Linked DNA regions of Sus scrofa: region 2 is linked to region 1. The links are chromatin contacts, called in public HiChIP or PLAC-seq maps. All regions are on one chromosome and are shown on one strand. The core of a region is the stretch at or near the end of the contact, and the rest is flanking DNA. Distances in the headings are between cores, read along the strand shown. Region 1 holds the start of BCAS4 (breast carcinoma amplified sequence 4). Region 2 holds the start of ADNP (activity dependent neuroprotector homeobox).

Evidence for each region. HiChIP or PLAC-seq counts read pairs in DNA pulled down with a chosen protein or histone mark.
Region 2: an H3K27ac HiChIP or PLAC-seq map of skeletal muscle shows a contact between it and region 1. The contact joins the promoter of ADNP here to the promoter of BCAS4 in region 1. A contact is called at or near these places in 2 of 5 promoter capture datasets (fetal skeletal muscle and liver), 17 of 47 Hi-C or Micro-C datasets (alveolar macrophages, blood, brain and 11 more) and 2 of 2 datasets of contacts at active chromatin or transcription factors (alveolar macrophages and skeletal muscle).

The regions. Positions count from the first base shown.
Region 1 is chr17:52,237,027-52,243,538 of Sscrofa11.1, reverse strand. BCAS4 (breast carcinoma amplified sequence 4) reads right to left here and starts at 4,140. Exons shown (of 5, transcript NM_001123082.1): 1 at 3,946-4,140. The coding sequence starts at 4,125.
Region 2 is chr17:52,347,161-52,353,672 of Sscrofa11.1, reverse strand. It overlaps ADNP (activity dependent neuroprotector homeobox), which reads left to right and starts at 2,941. Exons shown (of 4, transcript NM_001123071.1): 1 at 2,941-3,580. It also overlaps a transcript of DPM1 not described here.

The DNA of each region.
Region 1 (6,512 bases), core at 2,891-5,390:
CACAGGAACTGAATGGAATCGAGAGTGTGGTCAGGAACCCACCCTTGGGTGGGGATCCGTGTTCGGCCCATTCAGGAGGGCCCTGAACTCCCACCTCCCTAAATCGCAGGCACCTAAGAGGCAGACACCTCGCTCTCCTCGCCATCCTGCAGCAGCTTCCGGAGAAACCCCACCTGAAACCTCCCCCAAAAGAGGAAGTTCAAACCCGAAAAAGAGAGAAAGTAAAACACAACAAAGCTGGTTGGACAGAAAACCCCCAAAGCACAAGAAAGAGTAAAATGCTCACCTGCCAACCCAGTCTCACCATGCTGCCCTTCAGTGGTTCCTGGATCCAGGGAGACAGGGCGGCATCCCGGCATGGCTTCTGTCCCCCCCACCCCCCGCCCCATCCCTCCCGCCACCACTCGCCCTCCACCTGCTGCCCTTCCATCCTGAAATCACCTGGCTTCACCCACCCCAGGGCCTCTGCCGGGAATATTTCTCTCCTCCCTCTCAGCCTGGCCAACTCCTACTCAAGCTCTAGAGCTCAGCCTAAAAGGACGCTGCCTCCGGGAAGTCCTCCCTGACTGCTCCCAGACAAAGCGGGGTCGCTCTACCACTCGCCCTCCTGGATCTCTGTGCTTCCTCTCCCCTGAATGTTCCTCAGGGGTTACCACTCAGGTCTCAGCTCTCTTGGAGAGGCTCCCCACCCCGTGTCTCCCAGACACACATACACCCTCTATCACATCAGCCGGTTGCATTCTCCGTGGCCTTCAGCACAGCTTAGAGGTTCTGTGTGTTGCGTGCTCGATGTCCGACAGCAGGGCCATGAGAGCAGGGCCCTTGGTTTCACTCCTGGCACACAGCAGGTGCTGCATGAGGCAGGCCTGACTCCCTTGGAACCCCAGGACACCAGGACTGGGGCTGGCCTCTCTGAGACTCCTAGTGCTCCATTTAAAAGCCTAGAGCGGCCCTAGAACACCGGCTGGTATAGGAGGCACCAGCGGCCCAGGCCTGTCCCCAAACCAGAGGTCCCCTCCATCTCTCTGGCCCGTCTGCAAACAGCTTTGGTGCAGGGAACTGTCAGTGACTTAGGCTTTAAGTAGAGGCTGCAAGTGACTCGGCTCTGGCAGTTTTTGCCTCTTTTGGTAAATCAGCTCCAGCAAGAACTCTAAGTGGGTTCACTGCTGCGTGGAGCTTCAGGGAGTTCGGCTCTTCATTACGGCCCTTACAAATGAGTGTGAGCCCGCCTGTGTCTGCGTTAAAGAGCCCTGAGTGAGCAAATGAAGTTAATAATACGTGCAGCTTCTCTTGAAGGCTGTCCCTAATCGAGATGAAGCGCAGCTGAGCTTGAGCCGCTGGGCATAATGACATCGGGCTGCTGAGAGCAAACGGGAGAAAGATCGAGAGAGACGCTAAGGTTACTTAAACCCGAAAGCAGGGAGACAAACGAAATGTCCATCCTTGGGGGCATGGTTCATAAATTACAGGACATCCATAGGATGTCGCCTATGCAGAGAGGACCTCAGGTTCCACAGCTAGAAAGTCAGCATGACAACATCCTCGCCGCTGGGTCACTGGCATAACCCGTGAACAGAGAGCAGGACGCTGCTGGCGCATAGTGTGTGCTCAGAAAATAGGAGCAGGGGGTTACTGGGACGCCTAGGAAGGAGAAGGCCGACGCTCTCCAATATGGAAGCCACAGCCTTTGATGGCGATTAGGTGTTTAAAATGAGGCTGGTCCACGGCAAAATGTGTTGTTCAGTATTCAAAGCCCGATTTTGAAAACTTAAAGAATACAAATACCTCATTAAATTTTTTACATTGATGACATGTTGAAAGGAATATATATGTTATATATATATATTACATATATATATATTTTGCTTTTAAAGGCCACACCTGTGGCACATGGAGGTTCCTAGGCTAGGGGTTTAACCAGAGCGACAGCAACTCGGGATCCAAGCCTGGTCTGCAACCTACACCACAGCTCACGGCAACACCCGATCCTTAACCCACTCAGCGAGGCCAGGGCTCAAACCGGCAACCTCCTGGTTCCTAGTGGGTTTCATTTCCTCTGTGCCACGACGGGAACTCCTGAAAGGCTATTTTGGATACATTTAAGTATCCAAATGATAGAGGACATTATACGATTAAGATGTACAAGTTTCAGTGTACTGAAACTTGTACATCTCAATCGTATAATGTCCTGTCAATTATATCTCAACAAAACTGGAAAACAAATACACTGAAACTAATCCCATCTGTTTCTTTTTTCTGTGGCTCCTGGAATATTTAAAATTACATGGATGGGAGTTCCCGCTGTGGCTCAGTGGTTAATAAACCCGACTGTGATCCCTGGCCTCGCTCAGTGGGTTAAGGATCCGGCGTTGTGGTGAGCTGTGGTGTAGGTCAAAGACACAGCTCGGATCCTGCATTGCTGTGGCTGTGGTGTAGGCCAGCAGCTGGAGCTCTGATTCCACCCCTAGCCTGGGAACCTCCATATGCTGTGGGTGTGGTCCTAAAAAGACAAAAGACAGAAATAAATATTTAATTAATATTACATGGATGGCTCACATTTATGGCTCAAATTATACTTCTATTGGACAGCTCTTACAGATACATTCTGACATGGAAATATGTCCACACTATTCTCAAAATTGGGATATAATTCACATACCATAAAATTGACTCTTTTAAAGTGTGTAATCCTGTGGTTTTCAGTGTATTCAATCTTGTGCGATCATTATTAGCACAATTCCAGAACATTTTCATCACCCATAAAAGCCCTACACCTTTCCGTTAAGTCACTCCCCATCTGTCCATGCTATTTTGTTTTGTTTTAGGGCCGCACCTGCAGCATATGGAAGATCTGGGGCCAGGGATCTAATCAGAGCTGCAGCTGTGGCAACTCAGGATCCTTAACCCACTGAATGGGGCCAGGGATCAAACCCTCGGAACCTGAGTCCTCAGAGAGAAGATCTGGTCCTTAACCCGCTGCGCCACAAGAGGAACTCCTGTCCATACTATTTTGAACAAAGAGAAATCAGTTACAGAACAGTATTTTAGTATCAAGTGGATTTTTTGGTAAAAACTATATACAATTATTAGTATATACACATAGCTACATTTGTCAATGCATTGTTACTACGTTTGGAATGAGGTACACCAAACTGTGAATGATGGTTGTCCCTGGGAACTAGAATTGGGGTGAGAGAGCAAAAAGAGAGGGTTCTTATCCCTTTATGTTAAATACTTCTCTACTGCTTCTGAGATTTAAAAGGAGAATGGGTTGAATTTCTGGCCTAATTAACTCCTGGTAAATAAGCTGTTCACGGCACTGTCAACAGACTAGCTTCAGCTGGAAGATAAAGAGTCTAGTTTTAGGTCTACTTTTTATTCTGTGCTTTTAAAATAGAAAGTAGAGCCAGAGACCATGTATTTTCCCTCCTAGCGACAGAAGCGGACCGAGGCCGGGTGTTCCCCCACACAGCCGCAGCCCGCCCGCCTCCTCCTGGCATCTGGCAAGCAGCTCAGAACCGAGCAGGCCGAGCGCCCGGGCAGGGGCAGGACCGGGGTGGGGCGGGGGGGGGGGTGTCAGCCTGCCCCCCGCCCCCCGCGCGCGTCCCCGAGGCCCAGGCTGGCAAAGGGCAGCAGCTCCGAGCGCGCTTCGGTCGGGCGGGAAGAGAGTCTGGGCCCCTGGGCCGTGTGGGCTGGAGAAGGGAGCAGGCGCGACCTGACGCGCATCTCTGGGTGACGCTAGGCAGCCACCCCTCCGCCCAAGAGGGGCCTCTCGGGCCGCCAGAGCCAGTCTGCAGCCCCAGCGCCTGGTACAAAAGGATGTTGCGAGAAGCCGTGGGTCCGGGTCCAGAGCGCTAGGGATCCCCATCCGTCCACTCTCCCCCGAGACACGCGGGCCCAGCATCCCCCGACCTCGTCTTCCCCACTTCCAACCGTGTCCCCTACCTCAGCCCCGGGCTCGGGGGTCAGGAAGAGAGCGAGCTCGTGCGCCCCGCTGCGCACCGGCTCCGGCCGGTCCGCGTCCAAGAGTAGCATCAGGAGCTCGGCAGGGTCCAGCTGGCGGAGGCTGTCGGAAAACACGCCGCAGCGTCCCGTCCCCAGAGCCCCGCCCCCGGCCGACTGCATGCCCCGTGGCCCGCCTGGCGGAGGCGGGGCAGGTGCGTATCCCGTGGCCGCGGCCCACGCCTCCCGGAGCGCCGGGCCGAGTGCGCAGCGCCACCCAGTGGCGCGCCATGCTCGCTGCGCCCGGCCCGCGCACCACCTGGTAAACCAGCGATTCTCAAACGTGCTTTCAAATTGCAATCACCTGGAGCTCTTTTAAAACTTCCGCAGTCCAGGCCAGATAGTCTCTGGGGTTGGAACCTGGGCATCGGTAGCTGGTCAGGTGATTGTAACATACAGCCGAGTTTGAGAACCATCGATATAGACTACCCCTTTTCATTTGACTCTGGTGGTACAGCGGTTCCCAGCTCCCACAACACTTGAGAATGCCCTGGGGAGCTTCTAAAAGCCCGGAAGCCAGGCCTTACACCAGGCCCATTCAGCCGGAATCTCTAAGGGGTGGGGCTTGGGCATCAGTAGTTTGTAAAGCACTCCGGGTGGTTCCAGCGCGCATCCAGAATAGAGAACTGCTCTCTCAGACTCGCCTTTCATTTAAAGACCATTCCGCCCCCCCATCAACCCCGCCCACAGGCCTGCACGAGGACAGCATCTTTGCGTCAGGACAGTCCTGGAAGTTAGGGAAGCCGGGTAGCGCGAGCCTCTTCCTCCCAGGGTCGGCTTTGAAAATAAGCTTCCCAAGGGAATTCTTAAAGGCACTGCATTTGACACCTCCCCTCCCCCATTCAACACACATCCCTAGGAGGTTAATCTAGACCCCTTAGAGGCTTAAGAGGGTGGGGGTGGGGGGGTCCAAAAGAGTGCTAGCGAGGAAGAGTTCTGAAAAAGGTAATGAGGTATAGGGAATTCTAGCTTTCTCATTTTTCCTATGATAATTTTCTTTTAACATGTTAAATTCGTTTTTAAAAATCAGGCTGGGCTTAAGGTTGCAAATGAATATACAAGGCTCCCCTCCCGCCTGCCTTGTTAAATCTGAGTTTATATTTTATCTGACAACCGTAGGTAGCGGGCGTGAGCACACGCTAGAACCGTCTTGGGGATGACCCATCACCTGTGGTCCCCCTTCCACAGCTGCCCACGGCTAATGTCTGGACATCTCCGCCCAAACATTCAGGTCTTCAGGCCAGAGTAATTTTCAGGAAAATTCTTGGCACGGACGTGGGCTTCGGGTGCTTAGGAGAAGGGTTAGCTAGGAACTCACTGAACCTGGGACTGGCCATTCATTGCTGTCCTGATACATCTGATGCCCAGAGCAAGTCACACACCTAGGAACACACACCTAGGAACCCCCCTCTGACCCCTCCCTGCTGCTGGCTGGCTGGGGCCCTCCCTCAGAAAAGCCCAGAACTGGCCTCAGATTAGCCAATCAGGCCCCAGCTCCACAAACTTCCCTGTGATGGAAGAATCTCAAAAACATAATGCTAAGGAAAGTAAAAAAAAGACAAGTCGCAGAAGGCTCTGTAGGGCACGCTGCCATTAACATAAAGTTTTAAAAACATGCGAAACCGCACTATATATTGTTTATGGATACAGACATATGGAGTAAAAGTCTAAAGCTGTGCACGGCGGTGACACACACATTCGGGAAAGGGGTTACTTGGGGGTGGGGGAGAGGACGTGGGGGGGGGGAAGAGGGGTTTCGATTCTATTTGTAATGGTTCATTTCTTCTCCCGAGGCTCCTTGCAGAATTTGAACTTTTCAAATGCTTAACATGACTGCCTGGGAGAAAACAAACAAACAAAACCCCAGAAACTCCTAGGGTATTAGCTAAAAGTGCCGCTTCCCCAGGGCCCAGGCCCCAGGCCCCTGAAGACAGGCTGCTTGGGGAAGGGGTCTGCACGCTTTGCACGCGTCTCGGGGAAGCAGGCCCCCCCCCCCCCCCCCCCCCCCCGCCAAGTGGGCCAGCCAGCGGTCATTTCGTTTTTAGTCTTTTTTCCTAAACGTAATGATGCCTTAGAAAGATTTAGCTTAAAATTCAGCTGCTGGGAGCCCCACCCCAACTTTCAGAATCGGGGTCTTTGGGGAGAGGGGCAGCTGGCCAGGGGCATCTTTAAAAGCTCTGCAGTGGGTTCTGATGCTGCGCATCGCAGGCCGAGGGTAATCCGCGTCCAGCTTCTTCCCGCCGGCTTCTGCCAGGGACCCCCGGGGGGAGGCCAAATTCATGCTTTTCAACAAAGAAGACTGAAATTTAAAAAAAACCTCCCTGGCCTCTCAGAGGCGCTTGGGGTGACCCTGGGGCAGGCGGCGGGCCGGAGGCCTGGAATGCAGCCCGCCTGGGCCGCACCCTGCCCAAACCAGTTTGAACCAGCTGCGGGGATGGAGTCGTGGCGCGTCCCCACGAGCTCCCTCTGGCGCCCAAGCCCGGCTCCGAGCTGCTGCTCCGGCCTCCGGC
Region 2 (6,512 bases), core at 1,692-4,191, 110 kb before region 1:
AAACCAGATAATACATTTTGAGCACAGTTTTAGAATTTGGTTCTTCGCAGTTGTTGATGAAGCATTTCATCTGTCAGAGCAAGTCTATTTCAAATACATATTGTGAATTAGAAACAACTTGACAGCAGTTGCTTGCAGAACTGTTTTTTTCTCTTTTGAGCAGTAACTTTTCTCAGTAAGGAAAAATATTGATGACATTAAGGCATAAATTAGCTGCTGTGGTCATTTTTAAACATCTTAACTATATTCTTTTTCTCAGAGTATTTGTGTTCATATTCTTTCAGGACCATTAACAAAGCATACATCATTAGTAATGTGGCAAAAATTCCCTATAGCTCTTCTGTTTATTCAGAAAACTGTTCTGCCAGTTAAAATGCAGGTTATGTTCTTCAGTAAAGCCAGCACAAATACTCCATTTACTTAGCTTCTACAGATATTGCCCCAAAGAGCTATTTTCAGCTATAACATAGCTTTTAGATCATGCAGTATTTTTTTTACAATTCTGAGTAAGATACATTCAGCAAATACAAGTTGACTCTCCTTTGCAAGTAAAAGGAAGGGGTGTGTCTGTGTGATTTAATAAGCATATTTAGTGAACAGTATTCCTAATTACTACATTTTCCTGGCCTAATTTGGCTGCTAAAGAAATTTAAAGACTGGTTTTTCCACATGCATTTCTAACAGATCCTACCAGAAATGAATACCAGAGCTTAAAACCTTTGTTGTCAGTTTAAACATTACCTGTCCCCATAGTCGAATCAATAGGACACATTCCAATAAGGGCCTCAACTGTTTCCCTTTTATGCAGAGCTGAACTGCTGGCCCATCACCACCCTCCTTCCTTGGAGAAGTGACTTGTCTCATCATTAATAACAACTAGAAAATTCATCACCACTGATGTAAAATTAGTTTTAAGGTTACATAATACAAATATAATACTTTTTTGGGGAGTGTTTAGATTCTGTTCTTTTTTATCTAAACTCAAAGTTAGGTTTTCGTTAACTATGTGAAGCAGAGCTTAAATTACCTCAGAGAACCCACTATATGGTATTGCCTTCTAGAGAAAGTAGCTTTTACCTTTTTAGTCTTTTTTGTTCTTATTCCTACAGTCATTCGACTTACTGTTGGAATTTACACTAAAGTATTTGAGCAGTGAAAACTTGCACCATTTGGAAGTTATTTAGAAAAGAATTTGGACTGTTTAGATGCATTTTTGTAGTAAATGGTGATTTAAACACTATAAAATCTTTTTAAATATTTACATGTGAATCCAGCATCCCTTTTTACTTTGTAAATGGGGCCAGGGACAAAATCCAGATGTTCTCCCATTGTATTATCGCAGTATGAAATCTAAGTAATATAATATCTAAGGAAAACTAAACAAAAAATTATTTTACATTTTTTATATTTCTTCTTGCCTGTCTTCTACAACATGTAATTAGATCTTTCTTCTTTGTTTCTGTAAATCGAATAGTTTGCCGCCGCCCCCCAACAACTTTTTCTACCTATGTTCTCTTGAAATACTGATTTGGCTTTTTTTTTTTTTTTTTTAATACTCAACAGCAGATGGAAGTTCCAGAGCCAGGGATCAGACCCACGCCACAGCTGCAGCAATGCCAGATCCTTAACCCGATGTACCACAAAGTAACTTCTTGATTTGGCTTTTAAAGATATATTTTATCACAATTCCAGAAATTAATGGAATGCTGTGTTGGATGAAACAGCTTGTTAAATCTTCTGACTGAAGCCTTAGACATATTGGGCTATATGTAACCACCATTTGTACTATTTGCAATTAAATCAGAGTCTTCTGGGATGAAACTTTTCACTTGAAATTTATTGAAACACCAAAGGATAAGTGTATTTACAGAGCACATCTTAACGGGTTTGGTTAAATCCTTCACAGTTGACATTTATTACTTTTCAGTATGTTTAGTAAATGATAGACACTCAGATGCACTCAACTATAAAAAGTGGGTTCAAGAATGTTGAAAAGATAATGTGTTGGTTGGGGTTGACCTAAATTTACCGAAGCCCATGTTATGCTGTCCAGATTGTGTGAGCACCAGAACTGACTGTCTTTGGGACTACAGTCTAAATGTGATTTTAAGGATCTTGCGGAGACCCATGGGCAACATTTCTCATCCTTTAGCTTCACTAGTCCAGTGGCCTCAAAACGATAGGGATCTCACTTGTTTTCTTCAGGCCAAAGATAAGAGCCCATCACTGACTTGGAAGGAAGTCCAGCCCCAGGGCAACAGCTGGCCTTCTGTAAAACGCAGGCCTGTCCATCCAGTAGCCCACCCTACCAGGAAGGGGTCAAGCATCCATGGGGTTGTGTCTCATCTCAAGGTGATGTGTGAAGCACGAGGCCCTCACACCTCATTTAAGGCAGGAGGCGTCCCTGCCCTTCCCCACTGTTGCCCAGCCCCTGAGAGCGCGGGCTTCCCAGCACGTGGAGCCTCGGGGCCGCCCGCACGCCCCCTCCCGCCTGATGTAGTCCAGGCCCAGCTGGGCCCGCGCAGGGATCTCCAGCACGGCCACCTGACTGAGTGCAGGGCGTGCTGCGGCCCGCTGCTGGTGCCTCCGCCGCCAGCGCTGTGGCCAGAGGAAGGCGCCCGCCTTGCACACGGGCCATGGAAGCGCACTGCGGCCATTATCCGCGGCGCCTCCTAGTGGGTCAATGGCAAATCCTCTTGGTTCTCGCGAGAGCTCCCCCTCAGTGGGGATTATATAATTTCCCTTAGGCGGGGATGGGGGTGCTGATGCCACCCTCCTTCAGAAAAAGTTAGGTGCAAGCACAGGTGAGAGTAAGAGTTGTCTCTGGGGGACATGGGGGTAGGGGTACTGTCCCCCACTGCCCCCCCCCACTTAGCTGGACAATGAGTCCTCTTATGCTAATGAGTTCTTACGTCACTTCCGCTCTTTCTCGGCCGCCATTTTGGCTAGGGCAGGTTCGGGGACTCGCTCCGAGGCGCTTGTATTGTCTGCCGAGGGGAGACGCGGGATCAGCCCCCTCCCCCGCTCGTTGCCTCCGCCGCCTCCGTCGGCCCGGTCTCCCCTCCGCCGCCCGCCGGGATCCATGAACTGAACTCCCGCCCCCCGGCCGCCGCCATCTTGTGCCCCCTCCCCCTCCCGCGGGCAGCGCTAAGGGGGATTTTGGCGTCTCCTCAGACACAGCTCCCTCTCTCGGTCCCCGCTGCTGAGGAGCGAGAGGAGCGCGGCCGCCGCCGCCACCCGCCTGCCCGCGCCGGTGAAGCCGCCTCTCCCACACCCTCCGTCTCCTCCCTCCGCCCCTCCTTTGTCTGCACCGCTCGACGACGCCGCCGCCGCCGCCGCCCGCGCGGGGACTGGAGGGAGCCGCTCGCGCCGCCGCCGCCGCCCGCCGCTCTGCTGCGCCCGCCGCGCCCCCCGGCAGCAGCCGCGGCCGCGGCGCGAGCCGGAGCCCGCCGAGCCGGAGCGCGACGAGGCCCCGGGCGCGCCCTCGCCGCCGCCAGCGCCGTGCCGCCGCCATCCGCCCGCCGCCGCCGCCCGGCCCCGGAGCACGCCGGCCCCGCGCGCGCCTCGAGGCCGAGTCAAGGTAAGCCCGGCGCCGACCCGCGCGGCCCGGCCCTGCTCCCGACCCTTCGCCCGCGCGGCTCCCGCCGCCGGCCCCGCGGGCGCATTGTTGTTTAGACTGCCAGTTCTCTGGCCGCACACGCTCTTTTGCACACTCCGGTGCTCAAGGAGCGGCCGCCCCGGCGCGGACCGCTACTCGGGCTCTGCCCCGGGGTCCGGGCGCCTCCTCCTGCAGCCCGACCCCCCTCCCCCGCCCCGTGAGTCCGCGAAGGCCAGCAGCCTGCCCAGCCACCGGAGCTTTTGCAGCTAGTGGCATCTCCCTCCACCCCGCCCCCAGCAAGAACCGAGCTTCTCCCATCCTTGGAACTAATCCTTTTCTCCCCCCTCCCCCCCCCCGCAAACGAGCACCCCACGCATACCCCCAGTGCCTGGGACGAGCCTTCTGCCAGGTCTACCCACCTTTAGTGGGGGGGGAGCGGGGGGGCGGGGAGCATGCATGGCAGGGAGTGAAAGTCTTTGCTTCCCCTGTGCAATCTTCCCTCCCTAACGTGCCAGCTCCCCTCCTATCCTGACCACGGAGCCCTCCGCCACCCCGTTTTCTCAACTGCAGCTGCCTGGTCAGCACAACCTCTTGCGAGCATTCTGAGCCCCAACTTTGCAATAAGATGGTAAAAAATGGAAATCCGGAAAGCTGCGAAAGATTTTTTTTTTTTCAGTGCAATGAATGGGGAGTAGTTCTTTGAGCACCCTTTTATTCACCTCTTTCCTCTGGGCTGCCTGCCTGCCTTCCCCTCCCCCCCAACCTGGATGCCTGTCTGCTTGGAAAAGGCGCGATTGCTTCTCTTCCTCTTCTGCCCAAGACCAAGCGCTAAGGTCTCACATTCTTTTTAGCCACACACGTACCCACACTCATACCCACACTAAGTCTTCTTGATGTTCTTGCATTTCCCAATTCCTCTGGACAGTTCTTGCCCTAACCCCATTTCTCAGACAAAGGCTTAGGAGGGGAAAAACCAAACTGTTTCCTGTGTTTGCCATTTTAATGCTGTCCATCCCCACACACCCAGTTCCTTTCCCTGATGCTTCTTATGCCAGTGTCTTGAACCTTCAAAATGGGGGGGGGAGTCTTCTAGCTTGATACAGTTTCTTTATAAATCTGCATTGTTGCTTCTGGTTTATGGCCATGAAGAAAATACCAGCCCCCACCCAAAATGCACCGCAGCCAAGTCGGCTAAAGGCAGTGAGTGTTGGAGTCAGTAGGGGGCGCATTCCCTGCACTGGGTAAGGCTGCAGAGGGGGGAAGGGCCCCAGAGCTAGAACAGGATGTGCTTCACAGCGCCTTCTACAGACCATGGGAAAATGGACCCAGCAAGACACTCACACTCCTAGTTGGTGAGCTGACAGCAACATGGTGAAGGATCAAGTGAGTCAAGAGCAGTGATTTTATTTCTCTTAAAGAATCTACCTTGCATTTTAGAGTCTAAGGGTCAAAACTGTTGACCCTTAGACAGTCCACGTTTGTTCTTGACGAATCACCTTGGCACATCCTTGGTACACAGATTTTCCCTTCTCTCTGAAATTCTTCCAACTTAAGCTTTGAATGTGTTACTATATCTTTCCAAGGTCAGATGGTAAAAGGGGAGGTTTAAAACCTGAGAGTAAAGGGCTTGGGGTATTGCTGATTACATCCCTCTTCATGGCCCCAATCTTTTCAACTCTTTGAGAGTTAGGAGTCCTTCTTGAGGGATGTTAGATTTTAGTGGGGTAGTAATTTGCATAAGCATGTAGATGAGTGTCATGATTTGCAAAGACTTGTTGGTAAACATCAAGCCCATGTTGAGTTCTTTGTTGTCAAACTCAACAGGGTTGATTGTAAAATTTCGTTTCTTGCCTACTTTGGACTTGTAATTGCCATTTATTATCTCAGCAGCCAACCACCTTTGCAAAATTGTTGACACCAGTCTTCTGTGAGCACCCAACTTTTTAGGGTGTGTTGATTTCTATAGATTTTACTCCTCTTGTTATTTCCATAGGTGTGAGATGCACAATGCGAAACCTAGGCCCCAGCTTTTGCACCATGATGCACAGGGTTGTACTTTTTGTACTGAACTGATAGGTGGCCTAGTGGTTATGCCCTGTACTACCATTTTGAGGATCTGGACTCCGTTCCTGCCTTGCTCTTTGGACCACATTGTCAATTCACACCGGTGGGTATATTCATTTTGGAGGGTGGGAACTGCAGCAACAGGGAAGCCAGAGACTTCTTCCTCTTTGGTCACCACCAAAGCCAGCACTTCCAAAATTTCAGCCTAACCGCATTCCTCTAGGAACCGGTTAGAGCTGGTTGGTTGGAGCTGGTTGCAGACGTGGGTTCTGAACAGAGAAATTACTTGTGGTTTCAGAGAAAAAAAATTTTTTTTAAGTTGCTAATATTCTGCACTCTTGTGTTTAAAGTATGTTACGTATTCAGTTACTGTTATTTTGATGACCCAAACTCAAAAGAGTTGCCAGTCTTTTAAAAATCTTAAAAGATTCTCTGATCAGAACAGGCCTTTCCATGAAAATGTACTTGCTACTGCAGATTGACAGTGATTGTTGCTACTCAAGGGTACTTTTAAGATTTTGTTGCAAGTATGTTATAAAGATACACTGAGTTAAATTCCTGGGGAAATGAATGGGGTATTCTTTGATACATAGTTAACCAGTTGGTGCTTAAGGGAGAATTTACATTGGACACTTTGCTACCAAGTAACATTTTGGTTAGTGAAAAGGAGGTGGCTTGGTTCCATTAGAGACTTAACTATATTGCTTTCACAACTTTTTTAGTAGTTACAAGAATCAGATTATAAACTAAATGGTGTTATTTGTAATTTTTAAATACTACTTAGTATTTGGTAAACAGATGTAATTTTGACCTGAATTTGTTTTTGATACAGTTACTCAAGTTTTTAAGT